2 separate regions of the Hordeum vulgare genome follow, and region 2 is linked to region 1. The links are chromatin contacts, called in public Hi-C maps. All regions are on one chromosome and are shown on one strand. Each heading gives the region's core, a stretch centred on a gene start, on an enhancer-like site or on the middle of the called end of the contact. The rest is flanking DNA. Distances are from core to core; before and after follow the strand shown.

Region 1 (4,054 bases), core at 1,051-3,550:
GGATGTCCAGTTATCAAAAGAGTCTGATAGGGTGCATTGGAAGCTTACGAATAGCGGAATATTTACTGTCAAATCAATGTATCTGAATCTTATTGATACAACTAGCATCGCCAAGTCTATGAATATTTGGAGAGTCAAGATACTCTTAAGGATCAAAGTCTTCATGTGATTTGTGCACAAGAATGTGATTCTAACTAAGGATAATTTAGCTATACGTAATTGGGGGGTACACTACGTAGCTTCTGTGATAATGAGGAGAACATTAAACACCTCTTTCTCCGATGTCCACTTGCAAGAATTCTTTGGCAGACGATTCGTATAGCCTTTAATATTATGCCTTCGGATAGCATGGACACGTTATTTGGAACGTGGCTAGATGGAGTTGACACGATTATTGTTAGACACATCCGTATTGAAGTTTGTGCACTTCTTTGGGCTATATGGAACTGTAGGAATAATGTGGTTTTTAACACATACGTATATAAATTTTTTGCAAGTACTACACAAAGCTGCTACTGTAGTCCCCAAAACAGTACAATAATAGACTATGGAATATGGATCCTGTCAAGCAATACTAGATTATGGATCATGTGAAGCATATTGGGAACCACCACCCTCTTCGAAACATTGCTTGGATGCATGCTTAACAGTTGTATTAAGAACGGCTATCATTAGCATATAATAAGACAGGTCGATACATAAGCCACTTATCCAAGAGAAATGCAGCAGATATCAATGAAGTACAAACTCCCGCTCCACGTCCCCGTCCTATGATAATCCCACGTGTATGAGCCTTGACCCGACTGAAATCCGGAGGAGGGAGACCAAGTAGGCACCTCGCAACTCACCGTGCATGGTGTTGGAAGGCAACATATATACATGTACTAAAAGATAAGGTACATCTATGCTGCAGTACCAGCTAGCCTGTCTAGGGTACACTACCACTAGTGGTTTGATTTCGTGGTCATCATATATTTCTACCGGATTCTTGTTGATTATTGGCGGTCATAATATAATCCTCAGTTCCTCACACGAATGTCACTTTCCCTGACTTGGACTAATCGACCAAAGTCCACAAATTAAGCATGCAATAACAATATTTCCACATATAGATAGTAAAGAAGTAGCAAATGTACCAAGAAAACACAATGATCGTTCTAATTTTAGCAGTTAGCACAAGCCCCGTATAGGCTTTGCCAGAAAATCGTCATGCACCTGCCAGCAATTGACGGACTAACTATGCAGATTTGGAACTGGGATCGGCACATCTATACAGAATCGTTGCATAAAATATCCTGCGAGGCCATGCGTCGGTCCCATGTATATAGAACCACAACTAATTGGCCACACAAAATGTATCCACAAATAGCAATCACATTATCTGCAAATACTACTAATAGCGTGGTAATAAGACAACCAAAATCTAATAACATGGAGCTAGCAAGCATCTAACCATCTTCCTACTGTCCAGCAAATCAATCAAAACCTGAACCGACCATTCCATCAATTCTTAGCAGGTAAAAATAAATAAAAATACGTGGGAATAATAGCAGACGTGGTATCATTGCATTGGCACACAGCGAAGACTTGGGTTGGGCTGGACCACGTACCTTTCTGCCAGCGAAATTCCCCTCGGGCTCTCGGCCTCCGCTGCTCTCCGGCGCGGCAGCCGCTACCGCCGTCTCGTCCTCTTCTTGGCGTTTCCTCTTTCGCTTCTTCTCCTCCTTGGCCCGCCTCGCGATCGCGCGCAGGGCCTCGTCGCCGTCGACCTCCGTTTGCTCTTTGCATCCGGTATCACTGGCAGGGGGCAGAGCCAAGGGAGGTGACGCGGCGAAGAGGTCCGAAAGGGATCGCTTCTTCGGCGGCTTGGCCTTCGCTGGCGCCCTCCTCGGGGACCCCGCAGGAGCTGCAGCTGCCAAGGTGGAGGCGACCTCGTCCGCCCACCACCGGCACCTCGGCGCCCTGAGAGGAGGGAGATCCTCGATTCCAAAGAGACGCCGCCCCTCCGCTGCCGTCCCGCCCCTCATGCTCGCCGCATACTCCCTTCGGACAGATCACGGACGGAGATCAGGAAAAGGTAAACACAAACACAACTACCGTAATACCGACGAGATGGCGCGGTGCCTCAACACGAACCTGATGGAGAACGCGGCGGCGGCCATGGACGCGGGGTCTACGCGCTTCCTCGGCGCAAATCTGCGTCCGATTTCGCACCGGGTTTGGTGATTTGGGGGGAGAGGAGAAGGAGTAGACTCGAAGGAAGGAAGGGGAGAGGAAAGGGGTGGGTGCAGGGAAAGGCAGCTAAGTATTTAAAGGATGGCGATTACCGTATGGTATTTAATATTCGAGGTGGCCTTCGATGAGATCGATGCGAATATTTTACTTTTTTCCCGCTCTTCCCACCTCTTATTTTGGGTACAATTTATTGATTTTTCAGCAGTTAATGTCCTGGCTGGCATCGGTGTCGTGCCCGGTGGCCAATATCTATTTACTGCTGCAGACAGCGACCGGTGATGGACAGCGGACAATTTGTTTTGCTTTATTTTATTTTTGTGTCTGTATGGCAGGTAAACTTGCACTATCACGGTCTTCGGTTCGCCGGAGGGCGTCATCATGTGATAACGACTGTTGCGCGGTGGGGCCGCACAACTCAGCCCCCCTATACCCCATTCAAGCAACACATGTGAATTTCTGTTTTCTTTCAAAAGTACAATCTTAGCTGTTTATAGGGCTATATGCATGGTTATTCTTTTTTTTTATTTGCTCGTTTTGGAAATGAGGCTCAAAAAGGCAATCCTAAATTAAAACGTGTAAATGTGATGGTTGGCTACATGTGTTAGTAGTGTCTTAGACTATGTTTTTGTATTTTGTGCTCATCCACAAACGCATAATCGGTATAGTTTTGCAATTTGTTTGTTTGAGAAAGAGGCTTAAAAGCTGATCCTAAAGTTAAAAGGAGTAAATATGATAGTTCGCTAGGTGTCGTTACTGTTTACTACTATAGTTCAATTTTCGAACACGTGCGAAAACTTATATGGTCCAGTTAACCACATATGTTGGCATGCACACTACGCACGCTAACACAAGAAACGGTGATTTTGTGTTATTCTTCATATGAACACATATATATTATAATTGGGGATATGTGATGGCACTAACCAGGCTTGGCCCATCCTGTCGATGAAACAGAACATCCAATTTGCAGGGCCCGCTAAGTACTAGCTCTTCAGCCCATTAGGCGTGATAACCCCTAGCCTCAAATTTTTCCTTCGAAAAACCTTCAGTTCCCTCAGGTTCCTAAGCTGGTTTTTATCTACCCCTCGGGACAAATTCGTACATAAGGCATAGGCCCACTAAAAAACATCCCTACCAAATTTGTACATTTTTCTCTTCACGAATTTGACTTTGACGCCCCCATGCCATTGTCTCGATGTGATCGGCCTAAGTAGCTAGCATACATGTGTGACTCGGCGTCTCACCCTCACAAATCTCCCTCCATCCCTAGTCAGTAATTCGACGTCCATTGCATAAGGCCATGAATTCCGCAGTCTGCATGGTGTGCCCTCCTTCTAATTCCTCTAATTACCAGTATGCGTATGGGATCATCCCCTGGCACTTAAACGCCATGTAATGTATACTTATTAATTTAATTAATCATAGAAAGGGAAATCGAATTTAGAAGTAATAGGGACCAAAGAATACCAAAGGGAAAGTTCAAGTCTTGCCTCATTTTAGTTCAAAACAGTTGTGTGTGAAGATCAAGTAGCGAATAACGCAATACACATGATTGTTTCCAATAGTGGGGTACAAGATAAGTTACATGATTACAATGGTTAATATTTTGCCGGGCCTAGCCTGGGCTAGGATGGCTATAATCCTAATCCAGCCCAAGTTCTCAAACGGGTATACATGCATAACTTTTGAGAAAACTATTAAAATATGAATAATCCTAGCACAACTAGGCCCAAGGCAAATTGCTTTAGCTCTGGGGAGCATTTGCTCTTGGATGAACAACAAATTCGATATAAATAGTAAAATGTTTAAAAATATGATT
Region 2 (4,054 bases), core at 661-3,160, 790 kb before region 1:
TGGTGTCAGGAATCAAGTGCTCTCGTGAGAGGGAGAGAAAGAGCCACATGGTACGAAGCCCTAACCCTAGCAACTCATTAGTTGGGATCTGAAAGAGAGAAATTAAGGAATATTTCACCACAGTTCCTTCATCTCTCTCTCTATACCTTGTTAATTACCTCACCAAACACACATACACTAACAGTGACACATAATGATAACATCATACATATACTAATGTACTATATACTAACCAGTACAGAAAAGGACCCCGCAAAAAAAAGAAAACCTCATACCTAGATCTGCTTCTCTCCACACATAAGCAAAGGTACCAAAGGGAAAGAGGAACAAGCAGGGAGCCAAAGGATGGATGCCGTGTGATCTTTGTGATCATGAGGTGTGAGAGATCTACTGCTACCAAAGCAGCCCTCCCTTCCCCTCTCCACAAACCTACACACACAGGCAGAGGCAGAGGCAGAGGCAGCTGTGACCTGTGAGTGGAGAAAGGAAACATGGTAAATGGAGCAAGGAAAGGGCAGGACCACCATGTTCTCCCTCACTCGCACAGTCACAAGAAAGAGAAAAGGCTCAGGGCATGTACACACACATACCACACAGAGCAAGCACTGTCCTAGATCTATCTACACATCTAGCTCACCTCACAGGAGCACAAAGGAAAGCAGCAAAGAACCACAGCAAGCTGCATATGCTTGCCTCAGTCACAAAAGAAACAACTGCTGCAATTTCTTTCCCCCTCAGCAACACCAGAATAAACAAGACAGTTAATAACGGAAGGGAGTAACAAAAGATGCAGCTCCCATTTGACCTTCCCAACTCTTTGCCCCAAGAAAGCCAGGAGCAAACTTGCTCCAATTTGGACAAGAAACTGAGAGGATAAATAATAAAAGAAGACACAAACACGGCAGTAGTAGTAGGATCTGAGGTATGTGCGTGCTATGCTATGCATATGCATGCCTTTCTTGGTGCTATAAACATATGCCATGTAGATGTATCATGTATGCATACACACATCCATCCATATACACTTTGTGTAACCTGAGAGAGCTGAGGGAGGGATGACAGTTTGTCTGGTCTTGGTCGTACCTGTTGTTTGAGTACTCGTAGAGGCGGCCGCGGCTGGAGAAGACGACGAGGGCGACCTCGGCGTCACAGAGCACCGAGAGCTCGTACGCCTTCTTGAGGAGGCCGTTGCGGCGCTTGCAGAAGGTGACCTGCCGGTTGGTGGTGTTCTCGATGCGCTTGATCTCGATCCGGCCCCTCCCCATCTTCTCGCTCCCCGCCACCGCCGACTCCTCCGGAGCCGGAGCCGTCAGCTGATGATCATTCACGGTCACACCGGAAGCTCCGCAGCTCAAATCGGCCTGAAAAAACCAAACGACAGAACAAAGATTAACAAATAGTGGAAGCTGGAAACATATCGAACAAATCAAGAACTGCTCATGGCATCTGCGCTATCTAGCTAGCTTTATTGTTGGGCAGGCTCTTCCGCTGTGTATCATCAAAAGGAAACTCGGCTATTTTTTCTCTTCCTTTTTTAATTTGTGGTGGTGATCTCCAAAGATCAGAGGGATCTTCGGCCCTGTATCTCGCTCTTTCCTGCCCCTCTCCCTCTCTAGTTAAATCCTCGCCGTGTAGCAGGCAGATTCTACTCGCAAGTCGCAACATACATGAACACAGATTGTGCAAAAGGAAAATAAAGGAAGCTATATATATATTCCCAAAGACCATGGCCAAGAAGAAGCAAATTACCATCATGCTCATCATGGATGCTACGGAAGGAGGATCTCTCTACGTCCCTCTGTGAGCTAGCTAGCAGGCTGGAGGGAGAGATCCAGAGAGGAAAAGAGGAATGTAGTGTGGGATAGGCAGGACGAGGAGGAGGAGGAGGAGAGGTATTAAAGGGAGGTGGTGGGGAGGGAGGGAAGAGGGGGCGAAGATATGCAGTTAGCAGGAGATGATGTGGCCAATTCCTATGGCTCTTGGTGTTTGTTTTTTCTTACTTCACTTTTTAGGTTTACTAATTCCTCCCTTCCCTCGTGTAAGTTTGTCCATATCCACACTATTTAAAATCAGCATGTAAACTCTGTAACTTGGGAGTATACTCGGAACCAACCCACAGGATTCAAGTTCTTCACCTGGCACATTGGTGCTCGTATTTTTCTGTATTTATTTTAGACTTGTCACACAATTTTCGTTCAGTGAAAGGAATTTGTATAGGTATACACTTGTTAATTGCCCCCGAAACTTGATGCATTTTTTTTAACCTCCGGGACCCCAAACGGTTAGCGGCAGAACAAAACATTGTTTTGGGTTTCTTCCTTTCACATATCTCTTTTTCTAGGGGATCCTTTCATAAATATATCTATGTATGTGATTTTAGAAGGAAACAGGTGGATGTGATTTATTCAGTTCTTCAGCAAAACAACTTGCGTTTAATTACTTTGCACGTTAGTGGAATCATTCGGATTAATTTTTTGTAGGTTATCTACAAGGCTACTACTTGGATCCCGTACATGATCGTTACGTACACCTGCAGAAGCCAAGGAGTCTTTGGTTACTGGGTCTATCTAATGAAAGATGATAGTACGGAATATTTACAATCAATTTGGATGGAGGTCCAATAATAGGCTAGTTGTTTAGTCATCTGGTCCTATTTTTATTGGTTGTGACATTTTACACTATTTTTTGTTACTTTCATTTCAGCTCTCACTGAGCATGTACTGGACCACAGGTATTTGCAGATATTTTGCTTAATAATATGGCTACACATGCACCACGCTGATGTAGAGGCCAGAGGTTATCCTCTTTTTTCGAAAAAGTGGAATCAGTGACTAATTGACTACCGAGTGCGTCGTTTTTTGCTCGAGGTTTTTCATGGGATACTCAGACAAAGCAGAACAACCACGCTCGACAAATCATGGATATGCCGCTCAACAAAGACAAGGCAGTCAACTAATCTAGGCAAGGCACTCAATGAACCGTGACACCCGGCAAAGCCAATGCCACGTGTCCCAACCCACCACAGAACGACACGGTGAAGGTATGGCGGAGTTTGTTGAGTGTCGTCTGACGGCAAACATAGTATTTTTATTCCTTTTGAAATGGAACCGAACATCCAACAAACAATGAGAGTTTTAGGCATGGCAGGTCGAACGTTTTTATGGTAAATTATGTTTATCGAGGGTGGCAACTTTAGTTTGCGAGCATGACAAATCCGTCTAAGATCGTTTTTTGCCAGGAAATTACCGTGTACGCCAACTAAATTTGTATTCCTCGCGTCAATATAAATTGCCATGAAAAACATTCAATTTGCCATGCCTAAAAAGGTCACGTCAGATTTTTAGCCTTTAGATTTTTGAAATACATAAACTATTTGCCGAGCACTCGACATATAACACTTTGCCATGCTCCTGTTTGCCGAATTTTGGTGGAATTGACGACCATATTAATTATTTTACTTTGTTCAGTAATGTCCCATATGACTAGCAAGTTTTTTACTGGTCAGAATGGACAGACATATGGAGACGAGTCAATGCGTGCCCTATCCCCATGTGACACCGCACAAGCACTGTTCCATTTCAGTTTGCCACACAGGATGCAGATATGTATAACCCAGCAACCTCCTATTTACTCAGTGCTCCATTCAGTTGCCCCACTCATGCATGGGGCCCTAGCTTGCTAGCTGCCCAACACCATCTCCCCACATAATGTGATCGATGTATCATATGCTTCCTGCCCACATGTAATGCACCGGCGTCTTATTCATGACAAATGCCCTGGGGCGCCACACCTGCCCGGCGACGACGATTCCATACATCGCCGAAAGCCGATGATCTATCTAGACCTCTATTACTTGCTGCAACTCAGGGTGGTTCGTGCATGCCATATTTAATTTGTGGTATTTATATATATATATGTGTACTGTCATGCGCAAAACTGTTGTGCGGTTTGGTGAAGATCTTTGCTTCTAAGGTAGTACTCTCAGAAGGTGATACATTTCCGATTCAGTTGATGAAGCAAGAATGCATTTTGTTGGAGAAGCCGTGGAATTGTA

The links. Hi-C and Micro-C count contacts between places; a contact is called where the count stands out from the background.
Region 2: a contact with region 1 is called in a Hi-C map of an unstated tissue, with 6 times the contacts expected there. The contact joins the promoter of LOC123443104 here to the promoter of LOC123443103 in region 1. A contact is called at or near these places in 4 of 6 Hi-C or Micro-C datasets (leaf, seedling and an unstated tissue).

What each region holds. Positions count from the first base shown.
Region 1 is chr3H:92,307,319-92,311,372 of MorexV3_pseudomolecules_assembly, reverse strand. It overlaps LOC123443103, which reads right to left and starts at 2,300. Exons shown (of 3, transcript XM_045119362.1): 1 at 2,137-2,300; 2 at 1,611-2,043. The coding sequence starts at 2,162.
Region 2 is chr3H:93,101,275-93,105,328 of MorexV3_pseudomolecules_assembly, reverse strand. It overlaps LOC123443104 (MADS-box transcription factor 3-like), which reads right to left and starts at 1,910. Exons shown (of 10, transcript XM_045119364.1): 1 at 1,750-1,910; 2 at 1,084-1,361. The coding sequence starts at 1,764.